Regions from separate parts of the Bombyx mori genome. Here region 2 is linked to region 1. Evidence: chromatin contacts called from public Hi-C data. All regions are on one chromosome and are shown on one strand. Each heading gives the region's core, a stretch centred on a gene start, on an enhancer-like site or on the middle of the called end of the contact. The rest is flanking DNA. Distances are from core to core; before and after follow the strand shown. Region 1 holds the start of LOC101741792 (SWI/SNF-related matrix-associated actin-dependent regulator of chromatin subfamily E member 1). Region 2 holds the start of LOC134200103 (bridge-like lipid transfer protein family member 3B).

Region 1 (4,165 bases), core at 777-3,276:
TAATTAGCGAAAGACTAAAGAGGTGATGGCTTGTGTCGTTGAGAGAAGAGAAAAATTTTGTGCAATTATCTTTTTTAATAACCCCACAGAAATACCTAAGTTTTGAAACGAAAATGGGTGTGTGATACAAAATTTTGAATAGAAAGTCAATTTAGATTGTGGCATTACCTTTCATCATGCCGAAACTCATTGGGGGGCCCGCAATCATGTAGTCTGTATCATTATAACAAAACATGAAACAAAACCAACATAATGGAATGTAAGTCTAAAATGCATTAGGATAAAATTAAAGTAAGAAAAAAATAAGTTTTGTTACTGTAGCTTAAAAGCTAAGATATGGGAGTCATGCTCTAAGTAAAAAGTTTAAATGCAGTTAGATACCAGCTATATCAGGTACAGTTCTCAGCACTGCCAAGCTTGCAATGGCGACAACTTCACATGTTAATGAAGTTAGTATCTAACAACATTCTTACTAACAATAAACAATCTATTTGATAAAATACTATAACTATTGCCATTAATATTTTATTAAAAAAATCTAAACGTAATTAGCACTGCTATCATTACATTAGCTTATTACTAACTTATTTCTTACTAATTTATAATTTAAAATATACAGTGTAATGTGTTGATTGCCATCTTGTCCCTCCATTATTTTGCTGCAAGAAAACTCACAGCATATCAATGTAAATATGAAGAGGTCTCAGGAAACATTTAAATCAGATCAGACTTAAATTAAGAGAAAATCCAACAAAGTTTATATAAAAGGAAACATTTTTAAAAGATTAGTATTATCTAGTTTTTAAATAAAATTAGCTGTTTAGAACATATCATTACAAATTCAATGGCAGTCAACATTCACTACATTAATAATATTTAAAATTTAATAAAATATATATTTAAATTTTTTGTGATTATAGTTGGTAATACAAACGCGGATTGCTCTGAGGACTGGGCATTGACATCGAAGTGTTTTGTTTGTAATTGTTTTGTGTAGCCATTGGCACACCTGAAACCAAATTTTGAATTTATTCCAAAACAAGCATATTTATTGGCTTATCATTCTTTATTTTTTGTACTCATAGTTTATGAGCTAGTGTCATAGTCATATTATACATTTTATAAAACAAGTCTCACACCATTACAAACTCAATACTGGTGAAACTACTTCACAAGCACTTCTTGTTCAAATTTTTGGGATGTATATAATTACAGAAAGAACACCAGCTGTATAATGGGGATTATTTAAAAAATGTATTGCAGTTATGGCAATTTAATTTCAATCCCCTCGTTTGCATTTTATTAAGTTTCATTTAATGATTTCTAGTCTACATAAGGTGTTTGGGAAAACAAACAAAAATATATCCTTAATCTGTACTTAATACTTTTAATTAAAATGTTATAGGTGGAAATCACAAAACTGAAAAAAACAAGAGACGACGTCGATATTGAAAGTCAGTTCTTTTTTATTCGCTTCATTTTATAACCACTTTGTTGAAGGGAGGCTGAATGACTAATATTACAAATGATTAAATTGGAGTCTTATTTGGATAGGCTAATATAAAGAGGCTATGATCACGCTGTGTTTGCATTGTTAAACATCTTAATGAAAATGCCAACAGTACGGATGTATTTGAATTTAAAGATAACTTAAAATGTTTAATTTTTTTGAATGAAATTGCTTGGAAATAATGCAACAATTATTTTGTAAGTCTGTTTACTTTTTTGTTGTAATACGAACAAATCCGCTATCAAGATACATTGTTTATAAAAATAAAGTTTTATGCAACCATATTACTTACTTACTTATTTAGTAAAAACCAAAGAGTAAAGTAAGTTAAAACTTAATAAATGATGTATCGTACTACCTTATCGCTTTTATTGAAAGTTCAAGCTTGGTTTAATTTTTAAAAGGCTCGATAATGGCAACGCGTCTTTTTCATTAAAATACTAACGGGCCTATTTCAATCTCCATCTTTCATTCCATTTTTAATTTAATTGAACCAAATGACAATTGACGTTGTCAACGTAGATTAGAGTAGAGCAATTTATGGTATCAAATGTAACACATAGTTTTGTTAGTCGATTATTAAATTGTACGTTCATTCTAAGGTCGTTTTAAAATGTTGATTTTGGATCTCTTCGCGTTTAATTGTGTAAAAATTGTGATTTGTTAACTATTTGGCATTAGTGAAAGTGTATGTACAAATGTGGGAAAATTAAACACAAGCCACCGAACGTGGCATCTCTGGTTTTTCGAAAAAATCCACCGAACTTTCAGTAAATAACCACTATTTTGCTGCTCGTGGGTTGTTAGGTCTCTTTGGAGGCGCTCGGGCAGTTGTTAGCAAATCCTGGCTGAGTGTTTGCTCGCCGATCTGTCCTGGCGAAATTGAAAAGGCCTCCGGGCCACCAGTAATCTCTCAATCCTAAAAAAACTGTATTTTACGGAGACTTTACTTTTTTTTATCCCATTTCATGTCGTCTCTTTTAATTTCATCCCAATTGATTGAAGACTCAAATTAATGAAGTTAATCTCATATCGCACAGCATTTTTCATATAACGGAATAATAGAAGCTTTTATATACTCTGTATGTAGAAATCTTTTAAATTAAACTAAGATAAAAGAGAATGTAACTATTGGCCATAAATAAACATTAAGAAAACAAATGTCAGATTTAAAAAAAAAAGAAGAAGAAGAAAGAAGCTGGTTTGGAAGATAAAATGCCAACACAACGATACACGATAAAGGGGGTAATCGGATCGCGTTGTTGTTATGAAAAAACGTTACATTGTCTTCTTTTTTTTTACTTGCAAATAACGCCCTTGATGATTATTGTTGCTATCGTCACACACAATTTACATTAGAGCAATACCTACGCTAATGGTAAATACATAAAGATAATAACTGCTAGAATGCAGTTAGTTTCTTCAAAGCGCACTGAACAAATTTTTAAATTAATTTATTAAAAAATTAAATGTTATTTAAGTCACACCAAAATACATTATAAATACATGCAATGGTCATATAAACTCATTCACAACGAAGGGCTGTTTTGACTATGGGCGGAGTGCAAGTGAGCATTCATGGATTCGATAAAAGCTATCTAGCATATGAAGCTAGGGTACCTTTTAATATTATTCCGAGATAGGTGTGGCTTGACATTGCGAAATTAGTAGATGATAATAATGCTAATTGTCATGTTACCAGGTTTCATTGTTTGAGCCTATCTGTACATGTATAAACTAAGGCTACGTATTGTGTATGACTTATGTCTGCGGCTTTGGAAACAGAGTATTCAGATTCACTAGTGCGGGACAAACACGCTGATCGAGACTGTGGTTTTTTTTATTGCTTAGATGGGTGGACGACCTCACAGCCCAATTATATAATTGTGTACTATTGTTTTAATTCAGATGGTCCAACTCGGCTCTGTCTTCAGTTCTTCTTCGCTAGAGGCGGCGTACGAAGGGAAGCTGTTCCAACTCCATACAAATTTGATTTAATTTCTACGCGATCGAGCAGTTAAAACCCTCGCACTAAGCACACACGAGGTAGATCGTTGGCGACGTCCATCGATGGAAAACTGGTAACGATTTACATAATCTACATAAATCAATCGCTTTTTTAACGTTTCCATTATAAGACTAAATCTAAACGTATTTTAACTAAAAACTCGTTATTAAGATCCTAGAGGCTCCTTATTATCTAGAGGCTATTAAAGACATTTTCATCTTGAGTGAATTTAATCATGCAACATTGTTATAACTACTTTTACTGGTGGTAGGACCTCTTGTAAGTCCGTGCGGGTAGGTACCACCGCCCTGCCTATTTCTGCCGTGAAGCAGTAATGCGTTTCGGTTTGAAGGGTGGGGCAGCCGTTGTAACTATACTGAGAACTTAGAACCTATATCTCAAGGTGGGTGGCTATAAAAACTAAATGCCTACCTCATTCTAAACGCTAAGCCCTAATGGTATGTGCTCCGTGAAGCGTGCGCTTATTGTGTGCATGAGTGTTTAGAATGGAATCCAAGCTGGTTGAAGATAAAAGGATGCCCTCGGAGAAGACAAATCTCCGTGACACTTGCAGAGCAGATGCCCGTACAATTTATCTTGGGACATGAAGAGGCAAGGCAATAAAACATAATCGGATGGTAGCCTAC
Region 2 (4,165 bases), core at 984-3,483, 140 kb after region 1:
TACAATTAGACAATAATAATTTAATATTAAAACAATAATAAAAATAAGACCACGCTATATTTATAAACATTAACAAAAGCAAAACATTAACTGTCCCCTTCACACTCTTAAGCTAGACCGCGTGAGAGAGAGATGGGCAGACTTTTCATGATGCTCATGCAGTGCGACGTCACGCCGCGCGCTTATTCACAAACACTACACCTGCGCAACGTGTGAATGTGTTGAACGCAAGCTATATAGTAGGCGTAGTGGGGGTGTCAGGTTATTTTCGTTACGGAATTTCTTGAATCAGTCGCCGCGCTCAAAGCCCGCGATAGAATAGCAATAGCTTAATTAAGTCACAAAGTATGAAAATATTATTTTAGCCTTGCGTCATCTTAACTTATCCGAGAATGTAATCTACATTTTAAATTACATATACTGATATTTGCCGACGACCTGATTAGGATCCGAGCAGGATCGGAGCATCTTGGGACAAACTTTGCCGGGACTTATGTTCAGCAGTGGACGTCTGTAGGCTTAGTGTATATTGAGGTGTGAAAAAATTCATACGAATTGAAAACTAGCCTGTTGATATAAAATCTAAATATCGTTTCTAATTTTTTTTGCAATTTTCTAATTTTGTCCTTACCCATAGTTAGTAGATCTTCCAGAAATCGAATTGGGTTTATTAGTGGACATTAAAGACTGGCTTTTTGTCAAGTTCACACATATCTGACTGGGTCCACGGCTTGTTTCGCTTTTAGTCACTCTCTCTACTGTTTCAATAGACACTTCCTCTTCACTCTTATCATCTTCGAACTCATCTGAATAAGCGTCTTCGTCATCCGTGTAATATCTTTCGGTTTTCTCATCATCTTTTGATTCGTAAACACAAGTCTCAACGCAAACGTTCGGAGGTCGTTTCACGGCGTCGACTATGCATCCCATTTCCGTGAATTCTTTCGACAGTTCATCTATTTCGTTATTGTTCTCTTCCTGTATTTTAGTTTTTACAGCTTTAGAATCGCCCGATGAATTTTTTGTGTCGATATAATCTTTGACTTCTATAGTACTCTCTCGGCGTGACATTGTGGGAAGCGTGCTATCTAACGGCTGCTAAAAATTTTAAATTCGTGGGTACATGTTTGTATATACCTATCGATGAATTAAAGACCATTTGGTTTAAGAGATATTTCGCTTAATACGTAAAAGAGCTGAAATAGCCATTGAAATAGCTGAGGAAGTTTTTATTATTATGATATTTTTTCTAAATACAAAACATTCAATGGCTCTCCTGTAAATTTGCAAAAATGCCGCTTAAACCAAATAGCTTTTCACCCCTCGATATAATTAATTAATATATTTAAAGCGTGAACATAGCATTTGATAGTAGATACGGTGACGGCGAAAATTACAACCGTTCAACGGAAATCCAATGTGATAAAATATTTTAAGATAGACGCAAAAATAAATTAACTTACGAGCAAAGAATCATCGCGTCAAATTTTGAAGTATACGCGGTAATCTTTGTTAAGAAACAAATTTCAAATTGTTAACAATAACCATACTTTTAAATCTACTAAATTTTATAATGACAATTTATCTAAGCTGTATCTCTATCACTCACTTCTAAAATGTATCACAACGTAAAGTAGAAATAAACTTACCTAAAAACGGAAGCTCCTGTCAGTTTACTTGTAGCAATTATACATTTAAATATTTGCTCAAATTAAGCCAGTTCCTCACTAATCTATTCACTTCGCAAAAAATCTCACAAAATTTACAATTTACAAATACTTATAAAAATTGAATTGTTTCATTGATGGACATAAAAGTTTTGACACATTGCTAATATTTAAATTTCGACTGTCACTGATAATTTTCCTTATCATACAGCCAGTCATTAATGAAAAACATTGTGATTTTTATATTATTAGCGTAAAAGTAACATACATATCTTCAGTGTCCTTTGTTTTTAAAATCGATAAAGTCCCTAGCAACCAAACCTAAATAACACAATAACGATGTTGTTCATAATGAGTCACGACCGAGAGCTTTAGCAGTGTTAATTTTGTGAAGAATAACAGGATTAATAAGATGTTGTTCCAAAAAAATGGTTATGGTATATTTAGGCAAATTTAATGGCTTTCAATCGACTTTATCATAGAAATCGACTTTTCTGTTTCGTAGTCTCACTGTTTAGCTCATCCCTTGATATTTGAGTTTGACATTTTCAAATCACAATTTGATTAGTTACCGTAACTCATTCAGTAAAATTTCACTTTTAATCATTCATTCAATCTCAGGTTCTTATCATTGAATAGGACCTTATTATTCTTTTGGAAAATAATGTTTCTATGAATTTCATTTATTATTACTTTCTGCTTAAAAAAAATGGTGACTATAATAAAAAACCAGTTATTAAAACATCTATCCAGGTATGTGTCAGAAACTAAACCAGAAAAATATGCAATTAACTAAATAGGCACACATTAAACAAATTTTCTAATTAAACTATGATTTTAATCTCATTACATGATAATAATTTAACTTAACTATAAACTCACTTAATATGAGTAGTTTTAAAATTCAACTGACATATTTTCATTTCCTTTGTTTCTTCAGATTCTCTTGTCAGAAACCATACAAAATTTAAAATCCATAGTTATGAACCAGGTTGCAATATTCTGCAAACCTGAAAGTAAACAAAACTAGCTTACTTTTATACCTTATACGAATTTCGATAAAAATGATAATATGAAGAATTCAATGTGATTAGGTTCACAAAAAACTTATCACCGGAGCAAATCTCACTATCGGCACTTCGAGGTTCCGGTGAACTCCAAGACTTGACCCTCGATGAAGATTTACTTACTGATCTCCTAGAACTACCAGGATGGCTGCGGCTCACATCTGCTAAATGCAATCGAGCATCTTTCAGAATACAATGGACCAAACTGAAGACTGTGCCCATTGTACTGGTAAAAGTCATTTCAATGAGTAATAATTAAGGGCATCTTTACCCTCTAGACTTGATTTGGTAGTGCGTTAATAAAACGGATCACTCCCAGTGAAATCTTTAGTACCCAAATATTAGAATTTGTTTATGAATAACTACATTTTATAATTTGTATTTAGCATTAAAATTATTTAGAAACTAACAAAAACACATAACAACTATTTGCAACATATTCTTTAGTTATTCCCAAATAATATTTTAAGTATAATGTAATATATATGATCATCATCAGCCCACAGTCGCTCACTACTGGACATAGAACACTCCCAATTCACACCACTGAGCCCAGTCTTCAACTCTCTTACACCTCTCGCTGGCCACTCTTCAGAAGTCATCACCTAGCCAATATGATATATATATTTATTCATTGTTCATATTTTTGTTATTTTAATAAATATGGAAGGTATGCTATGATTCTATATGTACTGATGTGTCAAATATTGTAGTTCTGTGTTATTATTATCTGACTAAAACTCTAATACACAGACAGATGGCATTCTTAAATTATAACAAAAACAAACTATCAAGGACATAACACAACAAGACTAATTCATTAAAAACATGCAGGTAGATTCATGCATAAATACTGACAAGTAATGAATAATGCATATCAGAGTTACAGTCTACTGAATTAGTTAGCAACATAGTGTTAGCCTTCAACTCTTCAAATTTAGTGTTTGTTAGTATGCAATATTCTCTATTATGAAAATGAAAAGTTTTTGATTTATAATCATAGTTGGTCAAAGTACACACCAACACAGCACAGCAACAATAAAAAGTATAGATGTACTCTTTTTTTAAAATCACTGTCTTTTAACATATTATGTGTCATGACATGTGCTGTGAAGAATTGCTTGCGATGATCAGGTCATCTCGTTTTTACTATTACACTGCATACGACAATAAAAAAATATATTACAAATCATGATTCATTACAAAATAAGTATTAAGTTAGCGACATCAATATTACAAAAAAACTGTGTTACATGTTAAGTCCTTTTTTTATGTGCTCAACCTTAGTATTACAGAGTTTTTGTGTACAACAAATTGCCAGAACACGTAAAATGTTTTGTTAGTAAACTTCAAGGTCAAATAGACAAGTGTTTGTTGTTTTTCAGAATCTAGACGAAGTCCATATAGCTTTGGAGGTATGTTCAGAACCTC

The links. A called contact is a pair of places that touch in the nucleus more often than the background predicts.
Region 2: a contact with region 1 is called in a Hi-C map of middle silk gland, with 4 times the contacts expected there. The contact joins the promoter of LOC134200103 here to the promoter of LOC101741792 in region 1. A contact is called at or near these places in 5 of 7 Hi-C or Micro-C datasets (middle silk gland, posterior silk gland, an unstated tissue and 1 more).

Annotation. Positions count from the first base shown.
Region 1 is chr14:6,524,253-6,528,417 of ASM3026992v2, forward strand. LOC101741792 (SWI/SNF-related matrix-associated actin-dependent regulator of chromatin subfamily E member 1) reads right to left here and starts at 2,027. Exons shown (of 13, transcript XM_062672067.1): 1 at 1,869-2,027; 2 at 935-1,009. The coding sequence starts at 1,001.
Region 2 is chr14:6,664,971-6,669,135 of ASM3026992v2, forward strand. LOC134200103 (bridge-like lipid transfer protein family member 3B) reads left to right here and starts at 2,234. Exons shown (of 7, transcript XM_062672069.1): 1 at 2,234-2,420; 2 at 2,762-2,963; 3 at 4,120-4,165. The coding sequence starts at 2,377. It overlaps LOC101742085, which reads right to left and starts at 2,066. Exons shown (of 4, transcript XM_004922609.5): 1 at 1,650-2,066; 2 at 632-1,098. The coding sequence starts at 1,071.